2 separate regions of the Mus musculus genome follow, and region 1 is linked to region 2. Evidence: chromatin contacts called from public HiChIP or PLAC-seq data. All regions are on one chromosome and are shown on one strand. Each heading gives the region's core, a stretch centred on a gene start, on an enhancer-like site or on the middle of the called end of the contact. The rest is flanking DNA. Distances are from core to core; before and after follow the strand shown. Region 1 has its middle 4.5 kb from the start of Wnt2b. Region 2 has its middle 34 kb from the start of Tafa3.

Region 1 (7,119 bases), core at 4,229-6,728, 230 kb after region 2:
GGATACCTTGCTCCTTTTGTATGCCCCACCCCCGACCCCCAACGGGCTCTCACTTCCCTATGTGTGAAGTTGAAGCTCCATAGGGGCACAATGATCCTTACTGAAACACAAAAGTTCTTTAAAGCCCAGATGGAGCCTTTCAACTGGAGACTTCCTCTGAGGTCTGGCCTAACTCCTTCAGCCTCAGTTTCTCCTGCCCAGCCTCCCATTCCCAGGTTGTTTTTCATGCCTCTCCTCGTGATTTTATCTAAACTATATAGTTCTGATGTAAACATCACGCTGGCCACTGCCCACCCACCTTAACCCCAAACTCACTGTCAGTCCGTGTTTGGTGGGGGTGTTAGAGATGCCAGAGTGTGAAGGACAGGGTACAGCTGGCTGCAGACATCTCAGAGACAGAGAAGAGAGAACAATTCAGAGGGGCGTTCATCCTCTCTCCCCTCAACTCAGTCCTCTGCCTGCAGTTTCTGTGGTAAGAGGCAAAGTAGATGTGCCAATTCCACAAACATTATTTTCTTTCATCTGATAGAGTCGTGCTTGGCTCCAGGAAAACACACACACACACACACACACACACACACACACACACACACACACACACACATCAAAAAAGCATTTCTGCCTTCAAGGAGCTTACACTTTATTAAGCAAGACAGATAATAAACACAGATAATAAGCACGGGGAATGCTACAAAGTAGAGAGTGCAGAGAGGTGGGGGGGGGGGGGCGCTGTGGGCAAATCCGGCAGGGTAAAGGGGCCTCATCATGGTGATAATGAAGAGAGGGTATGAGCAGGCAGGAAGTAAGCTGGGCACACTGGGGCAGAGCACTGTAAGAAGCAGAGTCAGTAGACACCCCGAGGCAGGAGCCATCAAAGCAGTCAGCTAAATGGAGCAGAGTGCCCTAGGCAGGAGGAGGGGAGTTCAGATAAGTAAATGGAGGGTAATCTAAGGTCGGAAGGAGAGAAGGTGCCCACCGTCATTGGGCTGTGTGGATGGAGGAGGGGCTGGACTGGTTTTGGATGAGAAGGGGGGAGGGGTGAATTCAGGAAGCAAGTGGAACCAGCAGCTAGCTATGTTGTTCCCCTCCTCCGGAGCCCCATTCCTACAGCCTGGTAGACTTCCCACTGGTAACCGGCTCTCAGGCCAGTTTCCCTGTGGGGGTCAGGTAAGGGGCTGTGCCATTAGGCTTTCCTGGCTGAAGTTCTCTCCTTGGACCACTCTTACCTCCTCCCAACCGAGCTCTAGCCCTTTGCAGGGCCCAAGTCTTCCGGCTTGGATGCTACTCCCAGACTCCCCTGTGTGTTTAGACCTGGGTGTGACTCTGGCCTTGTGTTTATTTGTACATATGAGCCTGGGGTTGTGGGATGGGAGCTGGAGATGATCACATCCGATTTGGGTGGACTCACCCACATGGGCCCCAGATTCATATCTGAGGCCCCTCTTTGGCTTCAACTATCATCATAGATGAGTGAGACCGTGTCTTGGCACAACACAGATGCTCGGCTATTGAAGTGTATTTCTGATATGAGCCCCCACCCCTAAAACATCACCAGCTCCAAGAAGGGAGGACACTGAGGAGACAAGACTCCTCCCAGCTCCCAGTGTACAGGCCACCTCTGCCCTATAGTCAGGAACCCAGAAAGAGGCTGTGTTCCTTCTCCTTCTCCTTCTCCTTCTCCCCCCTCCCCAGTCCCCAGATCCCCGGCTGCAGGAGCCAGCTGAGAGCAAGAGCACTCAACCACTTAACTAGAGAACAGTTATGGAGCCAGAGAAGAGGTTTTCTGGGATCTGCCACTTTGGAGCTTCAAATCTCAAAATAAACTCCCAGCCTCAAAGTCCTAGACACTACTGGAGAGCTCAGCTCCTCACGCAAGGGCCTGTTATTCGGCTTCCAGGAGATGGGTCAAGGGTGGAGGTTCTGTCTGTCTGTCTTGCTCCTCTAGTTTATCCCCACCCCCACCCCAACTCCCACCCTCACCCACCACCTGAGTTATGGGAGCCTGCAGGAGAAGCCTCTGATTTGAGAGTCAGACACTGGTCTGGAGGGCCCTGCATGGTGTCAATTCACACTTAGTAAGTACCTGCTATGTGCCTACCACTGACATGGGCATCCAGATGGACACAAAAGGAGAAGGCCTTAAGGTGATGTCTAACCTCTGGGTTCAAGGCTGTATGCTGCAGATATAATGAGCAATAATATTAGCAGAGACCCAAGGAATCCCAGGCCACCCCCTCCCACCTCACCCCTTCCCCACACATGCACACACACAATGCCAAATCCCTTGGAACCTTCTGCAGACAGCTTCCAGATCAGCTCTCAGCGGCACCCTAGTCTCCTGTCCTTTTCAAAATGGGTGTAAAAAAAGAAGATTCCACGCCCAGCTTCGATAGCTCACTTTGTGCTCTGATCTCTACTGAGACCACGCAGGGTTCAGATCCCCCCTCCACCTTGTGTTCAGCTTTATATGGCTCAGTGGCTTTAGACTGTCACTGGCTGAGTGGCTTTAGATTGTCACTGGCCTTCAGATGGGAGTGGAGATGAGTTAAGGGGAGCTGGGGTGTGTGAACACCCTAACTCCACCCTGGCCTGTCTTCCAGAAAGCCCCCTTTCCTTGGGCCCTGGTTGGTGATGACCTCCTCCTTCCTGGTGGGTGGGAGGTGTGGATGGTAATGAGCAGAGAGAGAAAGGCCAAGAAGGGGCTGGAGGTGTTGGATGAAAGTCAAGGAATTCCTTGCTGAGTACAGGAGGGGCGGGGGGCCCCCAAATGCCTTTCCTGGGATTTCTTTGCAAACTAAGGCAGATCTCTTTTGAATTGGGGCCAGGTTCACACCATGCCCGATGCCCCACCTCCTGCCCTGCTACACCACCCCAGGTGACTGGGGACAAGAGGGGAGCCTGAGAAGAACCCAAAGGTTTTAAAGGAGAATGCCATGGGGTTCTTGGCTTGTTACACAGCCTCAGTGGCCTCTGCTTGGTATTTATGAGCTCTCAGGCGAGGCGTGGAACTGTCTCAAAGAGGCTAGGCCAATCAAGCTTGGGGGTGGTGGGGCCACAGGAAAAAGGAACATCCAGCCCCATGGAGGGGGGGCTCGATGGCACAGCATTCCTCTCAATTAGTAAGTGGCTAAACAGAGCAAATGTCCCCAGAGAACCAAAAAGGAGAAGAGACACCAGGAAAGGAAACAAGGGAGATGAGAGCTTCAGGGTGGGCTGGAGCCTTTTAGCACTTGAGCTGTGAGGAGCCTGGAGCCAGGCAGTGGACAGGCCGAGGGCCATTCTGGGCAGGTGGCCCGGGGTGTGCTACTGGGATCCTGGGTGATCACTGACCTCCTCAAAGGCAGGTTCCCATTTTACCTTCAACCTTTCCCCCAATGTGCCTGAACCACGTAGGCTAAGCACTGAGCTCTCATTCTTGCCTGATGTCTGTTCTAGGCCCCAGGCTGATCCGGATGTTAGATTGCTCCCAGTGAGCCCAAATCCGCAGACCCACTGTCACCCCCTCTCACATGACCTTCCTCAGCTCTCAGGCTTTCTCCCCATCTCCTCTCTGGGGTACCATTCTCTCAAGCTTGTGATTCCGTGTCTAGCCCTAGCCCGCTTTCTAGCTTTGTTTCCTGGTCTCACTGGTCTGGCTTTTATTTCTGTCTAGATATTTGTCTGCCCCTCTTTCTCAGTTCTGCCACTTGGCTATCTCCTGGTTGGCCTTCTGTCTGTCTCTGTCTCCCTATTCCTCTGTCGGTCTCTCCCTTGCCCCCTTCTCTTCAGAGAGAGGGGAGAGACAGACAGACAGACAGACAGACAGACAGACAGAGACAGAGACAGAGGGAGAAAGGGAGAGAGAGGGATGCACAGTTGTGACCCATGTTCTTCTTTCTTTTCTCTCTCGTCTCCATCTGTTTCTCGGTGTCTGGCTTTCTGACTCTCTCCAGGACCTGCCTCTATACGTTCTCTGGTGCATGACTTTATTCTACCCTCAGCTCCTGCAGTACAAGGGCCAGAAAAGATTTAAAAACAAAATGCTTCCTACCTTCAACTCAATGCAGAACTTAGGCACTATTTACAATACTGTAAGTCACTTCCCCACGTTGGGCCTCAGTTTCCCCACACTGGGACTAGAGTAGATGGAGAGGATGGAGAGCAACTTTCTGCTGTGGAACGTCCTCTGTCTTTATCTCTTCTTCCTTTAGCATACGCCATCCTGTTATGCCCAAGGCCTCTGCCTCTGCTTCTAAATTTGACCCTGAAGCCTGGACTCGAGCGTCTTAAGGACGCCAATGGGGAGAGTCCCTGTTAGTGTCAGCCAGCAAGGCCCTCAAAGCAAGATTCGTCACTACTCCACTCCCTTAAACATCAGTGTAGACAGGGTCCCTTTCTGGGGCCATGTCTGGGATACAAACCAGATTAGCTCATCTCTCTAATCCTCTTTGTGCTGGAGCCTCTGCCAGGCAAGGACACCCACAGTGCCGTGTGTGTGTGTGTGTGTGTGTGTGTGTGTGTGTGTGTGTGTGTGCGTATTTGTGTGTGTGTATGTGTGTGTGTGTGTGTGTGTGTGTGTGTGTGTGTGTGTGTTCTTGGAAAGGCAGGGCACACAAGGTTCTCTCCTCTGGACCCCCTCCTTCGAGTAAAGGCCAAGTCAGCAAGCCTCCCTGTGTTTAAAAAAAAAAAAAAAAAAAAAGGCTGAGGTTTGAGCCAAGCTTGCCTCCCACCTCCATTCCAGTCTCTTCTGCAGGCTTTCCAGAACTGGATTATGCATTTCAGCTATTCCCCTGTTCCCGAACAGTCCAGAATCTACCCCTCTTCAACGCATATCTCACGGCCTAATTGTGTGTACTTTTCGGTCATTTTAGGACTTGGCAATCCCTTCTTGAAAAGCCCAGAACTTGCAGAAGGACATAGGGAACGTGGGGGAGGGGTGGGGTGGGGATCAGGCTGGCCCTCGGCATTGCACTTCAAATTGGAAGCCTCCAACCAAGTCCCTGAATTTTCCTTGGAGAGATCTCTCTGGGCTGATAAGATCAAAGCATTCCCTCTGCCAAATCATTACCTTATTTTCGAGGCAATTACAGAACTTATTGTATCAATTAGCCAGGTCTCCAGCTGCAGCTGTTTATCGCTGGCTTTTAGTTCGCTGGCTAAGGGTCTGCCCTGCCGAGAAAGCCGGACCGAGGAAAGCGAGAGAAGGGCGGCGTCTGGGCCGGGAAGGCCCGGTTGCTCTCTGTGGGAATGGTCGGCGGAGGGCGGGAGGGCGTCCAGGGGAGTGGAGCCCGCGGACCACTCTCGCCGCCATCCCTCTGTTCTAGGCGTCACAACGCACGGACGTGGCCCAGAGAGACGCCGCAGACCCAGGGGTGAGGCAGGTCGCCGGGGTCGGGCGAGGCCGGGGCTCCGCGGGGACCCGACTGAGCGAGCCCAGACGCCCAGTCCTTTGCAACGCTCGCGGCCGGCTGGAATGCACCCCGTGCGCAGGGCGCCCCGCCGTGGCGTTTTCTGGAAAGACAGAGGGCCGAGTTTCATTTTGGGGATCCCTGGGTTTCAGATAGGTCTGGACACAGAGAAGGGAGATATTTCCAAGAGTGGAAGAGTGTGACGTTCAGGGATTCCACCAGGACCGCAGCGCCTAGAACCAAACGTACCTGAAACCAGCATGGGTAAGGAATCCCTGGACGTCCTCAGACTTTTTGATCTTAGAAACACAAATATTACCGAGGTTCCTCCAGAGGGCTTCTTTTGTTTAGGTGAATTACTGTCACTCACGGTCACTGGAGTAACAGAAACACAGGGACCAACTGATAAAGTCCCTGATGGCCAGCCGAGGAGGCCATGAGCAACAACATAAAAACATTTCTTGATAGTAATCCAAAGAATAAAACAAATATCCACGAGTCTGAACTAATATAAATAAACAACTGAACAAATAAATAAATGGGGAAAGGACAAGTCTCCCATGTAGGAAGACTTCCAAGAAACTTATGTAGACACTGCACACTCAGCGACACGAAGTATGATTCTAATCCTTAAGTGTGCGCTGCACATTCTGACATCTTCCTAACACACACAACACAGCTATGGTGTGGGGAAGGGAAATGGAATTTACCATGGGAGAAACCTGACAAATACTTTAGCCGGGGCATCAGGCTCAACATTATTGGAGTCAGGGCAATAGTTTTTGCCCCAATGACAAAAATAACACTTAAGTCTCTTGTTGCTACAGAGCAACAGGACCACATTTGTTGCTAGAGAAATGGTAAAATGGCCCAGTGAGTTGGGAAGGCAGCTCAGGGATGTCATAGGAAATGCTATATACTCTTACCGCGTAACGAAATAATTGCACCCATTCACTGGGATGGCCACATAAAATCCTGCACACAGAGGCTGATAGCTACTCTCTCCATAACTGTCAGGATGGGGGAGCAACTGACATGCCCTTCAGAGATGAATGGAGACGTGAGCTGTGCATACAGAGAATGGAATGTTTTTAGTGATAAAATGAGCTATGAGGCCTGGAGGAGCTTCCCCTGTATATCACTAGCAGAGAGAAGTGGACCTGAGAAGCTGTGGCTCCGACTGCATTTCTGACAAAAGGCAAAACCACGGGAATGATAGGGTCAGGATTCCTTCCTCTGGGACCCCTTTTTGTAATCCCAGTGTCATGAGAAACCAGGAGAAAAATATCGGACAAATCCATCCGAGGAATTTATCTATCTATCTATCTATCTATCTATCTATCTATCTATCTATCTATTTATTTATTTATTTTCGAGACAGGTTCTTGCTGTGCAATCCAGGCTGGCCTTGAACTCTCAACCCTTCCACCTCAGTCCACCACAGGCTGGGGTTATTGATATGCATCATTACATCCTGCTGAAAATAATTTCCTTATTTGTTTCTTTTTGTAATATGCTAGGGATAGTATTTCCAGAATGGAGCCTAAAAAATAATGAGGACATTAGGAGGAAATAGAAGAAATCTATTTATTTATTTGAAATGAGCAAGTTGGTGAGATTGCTCAGCAGGCAAAGATGTCTACTACCAAGCCATATGGTAGAAGAAAGTGACTCTCAAAAGTTGTCCTTTGACTGCCACATGTATATCATGGCACAGGGACACACACACACT
Region 2 (7,460 bases), core at 1,510-4,009:
TCTGTCTGTCTGTCTGTCCAATTTGTGTAGGTGTTTTGTCTGCATGTGTCTTAGTCAGGGTTTCTATTCCTGCACAAACATCATGACCAAGAAGCAAGTTGGGGAGGAAAGGGTTTATTCGGCTTACACTTCCATGCTGCTGTTCATTACCAAAGGAAGTCAGGACTGGAACTCAAGCAGGTCAGGGAGTAGGAGCTGATGCAGAGGCCATGGAGGGATGTTCTTTACTGGCTTGCCTCACCTGGCTTGCTCAGCCTGCTTTCTTATAGAACCAAGACTACCAGCCCTGAGATGGTCCCACCCACAAGGGGCCTTTCCCCCTTGATCACTAATTGAGAAAATGCCTTACAATTGCATCTCATGGAGGCATTTCCTCAACTGAAGCTCCTTTCTCTGTGATAACTCCAGCTGTGTCAAGTTGACACAAAACTAGCCAGTACAATTGACCCCTTGTCAACTTGACACACAAAAACATCACTAGTAAGCCTCAACCCTTACAATCTTATTCATCCCCATTCTAAATAACTTTAAAAGTCCCACAGTCTTTACATATTCTTAAATTTTCAATCTCTTTAAAATATCCATCTCTTTTAAAATTCAAAGTCTTTTTACAATTAAAAGTCTCTTAACTGTGGGCTCCACTAAAACAGTTTCTTCCTTCAAGAGGGAAAATATCAGGGCACAGTCACAATCAAAAGCAAAAGTCAATCTCCAACTGTCCAATGTCTGGGATCCAACTCACAATCTTCTGGGCTCCTCCAAGGGCTTGGGTCACTTCTCCAGCCAGGCCCTTTGTAGCACACGCGTCATCCTCTAGGCTCCAGATGCCTGTACTCCACTGCTGCTGCTGTTCTTGGTGGTCATCTCATGGTACTGGCATCTCCAAAACACTGCATGACCCCTTCAGTCCTGGGCCATCAATTGCAAATGAGGCTGGACTTTCACCAATGGCCTTCCATGGCCTCTCACAGTGCCAAGCCTCAGCTGTTCTGCTCAACTCCTTCATGCCTTCAAAACCAGTACCACCTGGGTGACTCTTACACATTACCAAGTCCAGCCACAGCACAAGGTACAACTTTGGCTATATCTGGAACACAGCCACTGTGCTCTCAGAAAACACTTCCCAGAAGATGTCACCTCAATGATGCTGGTCTCTTCTTAATCACCGCTAATTTCTTAGCTCCAGCTAACCAGCATCAATAGTCCCAGTAATGCAAAGCTTTTGCTTCAGTAGTTCTGGTATCTTGTTAATCACAGCTGATTCTTCAGCCCCAGCTAACCAGAACTACAGAATCTTCACAATCAAAACAGCAATGGCCCTGAAAAGAGTCTTTAATTTTCCCTCTGAAATTTCACAAGCCAGGCCTCCATCTTCTGCACTGTTCTCAACATTATCTTCCAAGCTCCTACACAACATCCCACAGAGCTCTTAACAACAAATGGATCTTCAAGACCAAAGTTCCAAAGTCCTTCCACAGACCTCCCCAAAACATGGTCAGGTTGTCACAGGAATACCCCACTCTGCTGGTACCAATTTGTCTTAGTCAGGGTTTCTATTCCTGCACAAACATCATGACCAAGAAGCAAGTTGGGGAGGAAAGGGTTTATTCGGCTTACACTTCCATGCTGCTGTTCATCACCAAAGGAAGTCAGGACTGGAACTCAAGCAGGTCAGGGAGCAGGAGCTGATGCAGAGGCCATGGAGGGATGTTCTTTACTGGCTTGCCTCACCTGGCTTGCTCAGCCTGCTTTCTTATAGAACCAAGACTACCAGCCCTGAGATGGTCCCACCCACAAGGGGCCTTTCCCCCTTGATCACTAATTGAGAAAATGCCTTACAATTGCATCTCATGGAGGCATTTCCTCAACTGAAGCTCCTTTCTCTGTGATAACTCCAGCTGTGTCAAGTTGACACAAAACTAGCCAGTACAGCATGTATGTGCACTACTTACATGCCTGGTACCTGGAAAAGCTACGGATTTCCAAGGAGCTAGAGTTACCGACAGTTATGGGTCACCATGTGTACAGAGAGTTGAACCCAGGTCATCTGGAAGAGCAACCAGAATTCTTTTTCCCTTTTTTCTCCCCCTATTTTCTTTTTCTCTTCCTTCCTTCCTTCCTTCCTTCCTTCCTTCCTTCCTTCCTTCCTTCCTTCCTTCCTTTCTTCCTCCCTCCCTTCCTTCCTTCCTTCCTTCCTTCCTTCCTTCCATTCTTTCTTTCTGAGACAGAATTTCTCTGTGTAGCCTGGCTGACCTGGAACTTGTTCTGTAGACCAGGCTGGCCTCAGAGATCGACCTGCCTCTGCCTCCCAAATGCTGGGATTAAAGTCCACCACTCCTAGCACAACCAGTATTCTTAACCACTGAGCCATCTCCCCAGTCCTAGTCCTTCTAATTTAAGATAGGTAGATAGATAGATAGATAGATAGATAGATAGATAGATAGATAGATATAGATTGTTTTTTAGATATGTATTTGGAGGTCAGAGGGCAACTTTCAGGAGCTGGTCCTCCTATCACCATGGAACCCAAGAATCAAAGTAAGGTTATCAGGCTTGAGCAACAAGCACTTTCAATGTCCATCTCACAGGCCCCCAGCCATGGTCTTTCTGTAGAGGCCAACAGTATGTGGACACCCAGGTTCATCAGGGCAGGAATAGAGGGCATCAGTGAGACCTCTGAAGGTCTCCGGTTGGAAGAACAGAGCTGAGTTAGATGTTTGCAGACCTGAATGCGGAAGGGCTTTTATTTTCCCTGTCAGCTCCCGTCACTGAGTCACTAGGAACTAGGATAGTTTGCACATGCTTGCCCAGGGAGTGGCACTGTTAGGAGATGTAGACTGTTTGGAATAGGTGTGTCACTCTGGGTGTGGGCTTTAATGTCATCATCCTAGCTACCTGGAAGTCAGTATTCTGCTAATAGACTTCAGATGAAGATGTAGAGCTCTCAGCTCCTTCTGTACCATGCCTGCCTAGATGCTGCCATGCTCCTGCCTTGATGATCATGGGCTGAAGCTCTGAACCTGTAAGTCAGCCCCAGTGAAATGTTGTCCTTATAAGAATTGCCTTGGTCATGGTGTCTGTTCACAGCAGTAAAACCCTAACTAAGACAGTTATGGCCAGTTTTCATTGTCAACTTGAACAAATTAAATAAATCTCGATGGAAACATACCTCTGGCCATGTCTATGAGGCTGTTTCTTTCTTCTTTTTTTTGTTTTTGTTTTTGTTTTTTCGATACAGGGTTTCTCTGTATAGCCCTGGCTGTCCTGGAACTCATTTTGTAGATCAGGCTGGCCTCAAACTCAGAAATTCACCTGCCTCTGCCTCCCGAGTGCTGGGATTAAAGGCGTGCACCACCACACCCGGCTCTTCTTTTGTTTTTTTTAGATTTATTTGGGATTATATTTAAGTGCACTGTAGCTGTCTTCAGACACACCAGAAGAGGGCAGATGGTTTGAGCCACCATGTGGTTGCTGGAATTTGAACTCAGGACCTTAGGAAGAGCAGTGAGGCTGTTTCTAACAAAGGAAACTGAGGAGGGAACACCTGCTCTGAATGTTTCAGACTGAATACAAAGTAGCAAGAGTGTGGAGCCCCAGCATTCATCTTTCTCTGTGTGTCCTTCCTGACGGTGGATGCAGTGTGACTAGCTGCTCTTGCTGCGTTCCTGCTGCGGCGCTACTCCCTCAAACTGTAAGCCAAAAACCAACTCTTTCTTCCTTAAGTCATTTTGTTATGTATTTCATCACAGTAATGAAAAAGGTAATTAACACATATCTCCTCCAGGAAATTCAGCTTTTCTCAGAAGGAGAGCATGCATCTCTGGGGACCTTGGGTGTATAGCTCCCTTCCTGGTTCTCATCTGACTCATCTGTGCTTGGAAATTAGAAGATTGTTGGATTAAAAAGAAGCTACAAACAGACTGCAGCTGATCTGAAGGTTGTTCACTGAAATTTCCCTACTAGCTGTGGGCTTTGGGGGCTGGGCAGAAAGGTTGCCAACAGTTCTGATGAAATTCAAACAGCTGTGGGCAGTGGCTTTAACTGGGCATGCTGAAGGGACTCAGTAATCCATCATTTCATCAGGCTGAGCCAGATGTTGGGGTGGGGGGTGGAGGCTTTGCTAGGAGGGTGGAATGACGGGAGATTAGCAGCCTCTTTTCCAGGGGTGGGAAGCATAAATGTCCATGCACTGTGCAAAGAATCTATACCCCAGCAGGGGTGATGACTATAGTTATCCCCTATCCGAATATCCAATCCCTTCATTTGGGACCACACTACCCTGCTTACTCACGAGCTGAACATGTCCTGAGCACAGGCCAGGAACCAGATGTTGTTCTGTGTGCCAAGAAACGAAGTCAGTGAGACACAGTGTTTGGAATCCTGGGTCTTCAGGTACAGGAAGAGTAAGACAGACAGGTTGACTAAGAACTGAATCTCCCCTGAAAGGCTGTGTTATTCAGGTTCTAATCTCGGATGTCTGTAAAGACAGGACGGTAGAAAGGTGAGCCCTGAGAGTTGCCTAGGGTTTGCTAAGTGAAGAAGAGGAGGCTGCCCCAACTGCAGTTACAGTGACACCATCATTCTTACAGGATATGTGAGCACAGCAGATTTAGTTACGAGACTTTGTTGAAGTATTCTTTCATTTACTGCCTGCCATAGTCCTATGGAGCAAAATTTCCTTTACAAATGAGGAACTATGGGACCCAGGGTAGTTAAACCACTTCCCCAAGAGTAGCTTGGGGAAACTCAGGTAGGGAGTCAGTAGGACTGGAGTTTAGAGGTAGGGGTGGGCATGAAATCATGAGGACAGAAAGACAGATAGGCAGAGACCTGAGAGGCATGAACATTTTTTTTTTTTTGAGCAGTGTGATGTTGGTATCATGGCACAAAGAGCAGCCTGGTTGACTTCTGCTTTTGAAGACTTTGACAGTGATGTAGAAGTGGACTGGAGGGGCTGGAGAGATGACTCAGTGGTAAAGAGCACTGACTGCTCTTCCAGAGGTCCTGAGTTCAATTCTCAGCAACCACATGGTGGCTCACAACCATTTATAATGGGATCTGATGCCCTCTTCTGGTGTGTCTGAAGACAGCTACAGAGTACTCATATAAATGAAATAAATAATGGAGGAGGAGGAAGAGGAGAAGAAAAAGAAGGAAAAGAAGGAGGAGGAGATGGAGATGAAGAGGAAGAGGAAGAAGAGGAAGAAGGAGAAGAAGTGGGACTGAAGGCAACAAGACTAAGAAGCTATTACCAGGAAATTTTGCCATCCAGGGAAGGGGTAATGACTTATGACATTAGCAGTAGAGGAGACAGGATCACCAGAAGGAAAAATGGACAAGAACTTCTGGCCACCTAAAGTGGGTGAAACTATTCAGTCACACAGACTTGAACTGAAATCCTAGTCATGTCATTTACCAAGCTTGCACAAATGGTCTCTCTAGAATGGAGATAGTAAGCAAGAAGGAGCCTGTTTCACAGTATCACTCTACTTAAGATTGCTTACTTGAACGTGAACTCCTTAGGGGCGGGCATGAACAGAAAGATTCCCTGCCTTGGTGGGAACAGGCAGCTCTTTGCTGGATGCTCTCTGCTGCTGCTTCATGCAGAGGTGAGGTTAGGATGCAGTAGAAAAGAATCAGAATGTTACATGTGCTTGTCACTGCGTGTGAGTGAGTGTTCCGAGAGTGTCACTGTGTGTGAGTGAGTGTTCTGTGCCTGTCACTGTGTGTGAGTGAGTGTTCCATGGAATGCAGGTTGAGGTTGGAGAGCCACTGAGACAAGGTCTCTCCTGTGGTTTACTTCTGCCTAGCTAGATTAGCAGTCGTGTGAGCCCCAGTGATGCTTCATCTCTCCCTCTGTCATACCCTTAGGGACATACTCATAGACACCTGTGCTATTGTATCCAACTTTTAATAATTACTAGTATTGCATTTTATTTGTTTTGTATCTGTGTGGCACATATGTGCCACAGCATATGTGGAAGTCAAGACAACCTGCAGGAGTTGGTTCTTCCTTCCACTGTGGGGTTCACGGGGTTTGAACTCTGGTCCTCAGGCTTGGCAGCAAGTTCCTTAACCCTGCTAAGCCATCTTGCTGGCTCCACTTCCAGCTTTTTACATGGTTCCGGGGATCTGAACACAGATCCTCAGGGTCATATAGCAAATGCTTTGTCCATTAAGCTATCTCCTTGGCCCACAATCCTGTTTTTCAAAAAGAAAGAAAAAGATATGATTTGTCAGTGTACTAGCTGGTTTTGTGTGTCAGCTTGACATAGGCTGGAGTTATCATAGAGAAAGGAGCTTCAGGTAAGGAAATTCCTCCGTGATATCTAGCTGTAAGGCATTTTCTCAATTAGTGATCAATCGGGGAGGGCCCATTGTGGGTGGTGCCATCCCTGGGCTGGTAGTCTTGGGTTCTATAAGAGAGCAAGCTGAGCAAGCCTGGGGAAGCAAGCCAGTAAGTAATATCCCTCCATGGCCTCTGCTTCAGCTCCTGCTTCCTGACCTGCTTGAGTACCAGTCCTGACTTCCTTTGGTGATGAACAGCAACGTGGAAGTGTAAGCTAAATAAACCCTTTCCTCCCCAACTTGCTTCTTGGTCATGATGTTTGTGCAGGAATAGAAACCCTGATTAAGACAGTTAGCTTTCAAAATTTCTAGGATAAGAGATTATTTTTCTAAAAATTAATAAATAATAATAATAATAATAATAATAATAAACACAACAACAATGTGTTTGTGCTATTGTTTGTGATGACATCCATTCCCCTCATCTCTGACTTGTCTGGAGGTGAGTGTGGTTCACAGGGAGAAAGAAAAAGAAAATTAAGCCTTGCTGGCAACAAGTGCCGCATCTGGCATATAGAACTGAGGGCCAAGTAGGAGAAGCATCAACAGGTCTAACCAGCCAGGTGCAGGAAGTAAATGCTGGCCTATACCATGGGCCTATGGCCCAGCAAGGTCAGCACTGCCACATGACAAATGGCCATGTTACCTTCACAGATTAGTAGCTGAGACAAAATGGTGGGGAGGGGGACCAGACTCAACCCCCTCCCCCCGGGCAATATGTGAACTTTTCAGTTTTAACTAAAACATAAAAATCCTATTCTTTTGTATAAACAGAAGAGGAGGAGGAACAACAACAACAACTCTGAACTCGGGCTGAGCGTTGGCTTCCATGCCCTCAGGTTCATGTTTTGAATGCGTATCCCCAGCTTGTGCTGCTGTTTGGGAGACTTGGATCCTTTGGGAACTAGGGTCTGGCTAGGGGGAAGTAGGCCACTATGCCTGGCCTTTGACACTACTTGACACTGATTCTGATCTAGCTTTCTCTGCCTCCTGGTCACACTAGGTGAAGAGGCTGCTCCTACAGACAGGTTGTCTCCTGCCCCACTCTCATTCTAAACCCTGCCCCTTCCACACTCATTTGAAGTCCTTCTGAAACGAGGGACCAAATTCAA

The links. HiChIP or PLAC-seq counts read pairs in DNA pulled down with a chosen protein or histone mark.
Region 1: a FOXA1 HiChIP or PLAC-seq map of pancreatic cancer cells shows a contact between it and region 2. The contact joins two enhancer-like sites. A contact is called at or near these places in 2 of 39 promoter capture datasets (the C10 cell line and embryonic stem cells), 1 of 15 datasets of contacts at CTCF or cohesin (embryonic stem cells), 2 of 484 Hi-C or Micro-C datasets (bone marrow-derived macrophages and natural killer cells), 7 of 115 datasets of contacts at active chromatin or transcription factors (bone marrow-derived macrophages, embryonic stem cells, microglia and 2 more) and 2 of 9 other capture datasets (adipose tissue and liver).

What each region holds. Positions count from the first base shown.
Region 1 is chr3:104,962,698-104,969,816 of GRCm38.p6, forward strand. No RefSeq gene overlaps it. Among named protein-coding and RNA genes, the nearest start is that of Wnt2b, 4.5 kb to the left of the region's middle. Within about 2 kb of position 5,479, at least 231 of the 459 cell types and tissues checked have an H3K27ac peak or open chromatin away from gene starts, as enhancers often do. A contact at or near this core is called in pancreatic cancer cells, where this site is marked.
Region 2 is chr3:104,739,337-104,746,796 of GRCm38.p6, forward strand. No RefSeq gene overlaps it. Among named protein-coding and RNA genes, the nearest start is that of Tafa3, 34 kb to the right of the region's middle. Within about 2 kb of position 2,760, at least 32 of the 459 cell types and tissues checked have an H3K27ac peak or open chromatin away from gene starts, as enhancers often do. A contact at or near this core is called in pancreatic cancer cells, where this site is marked.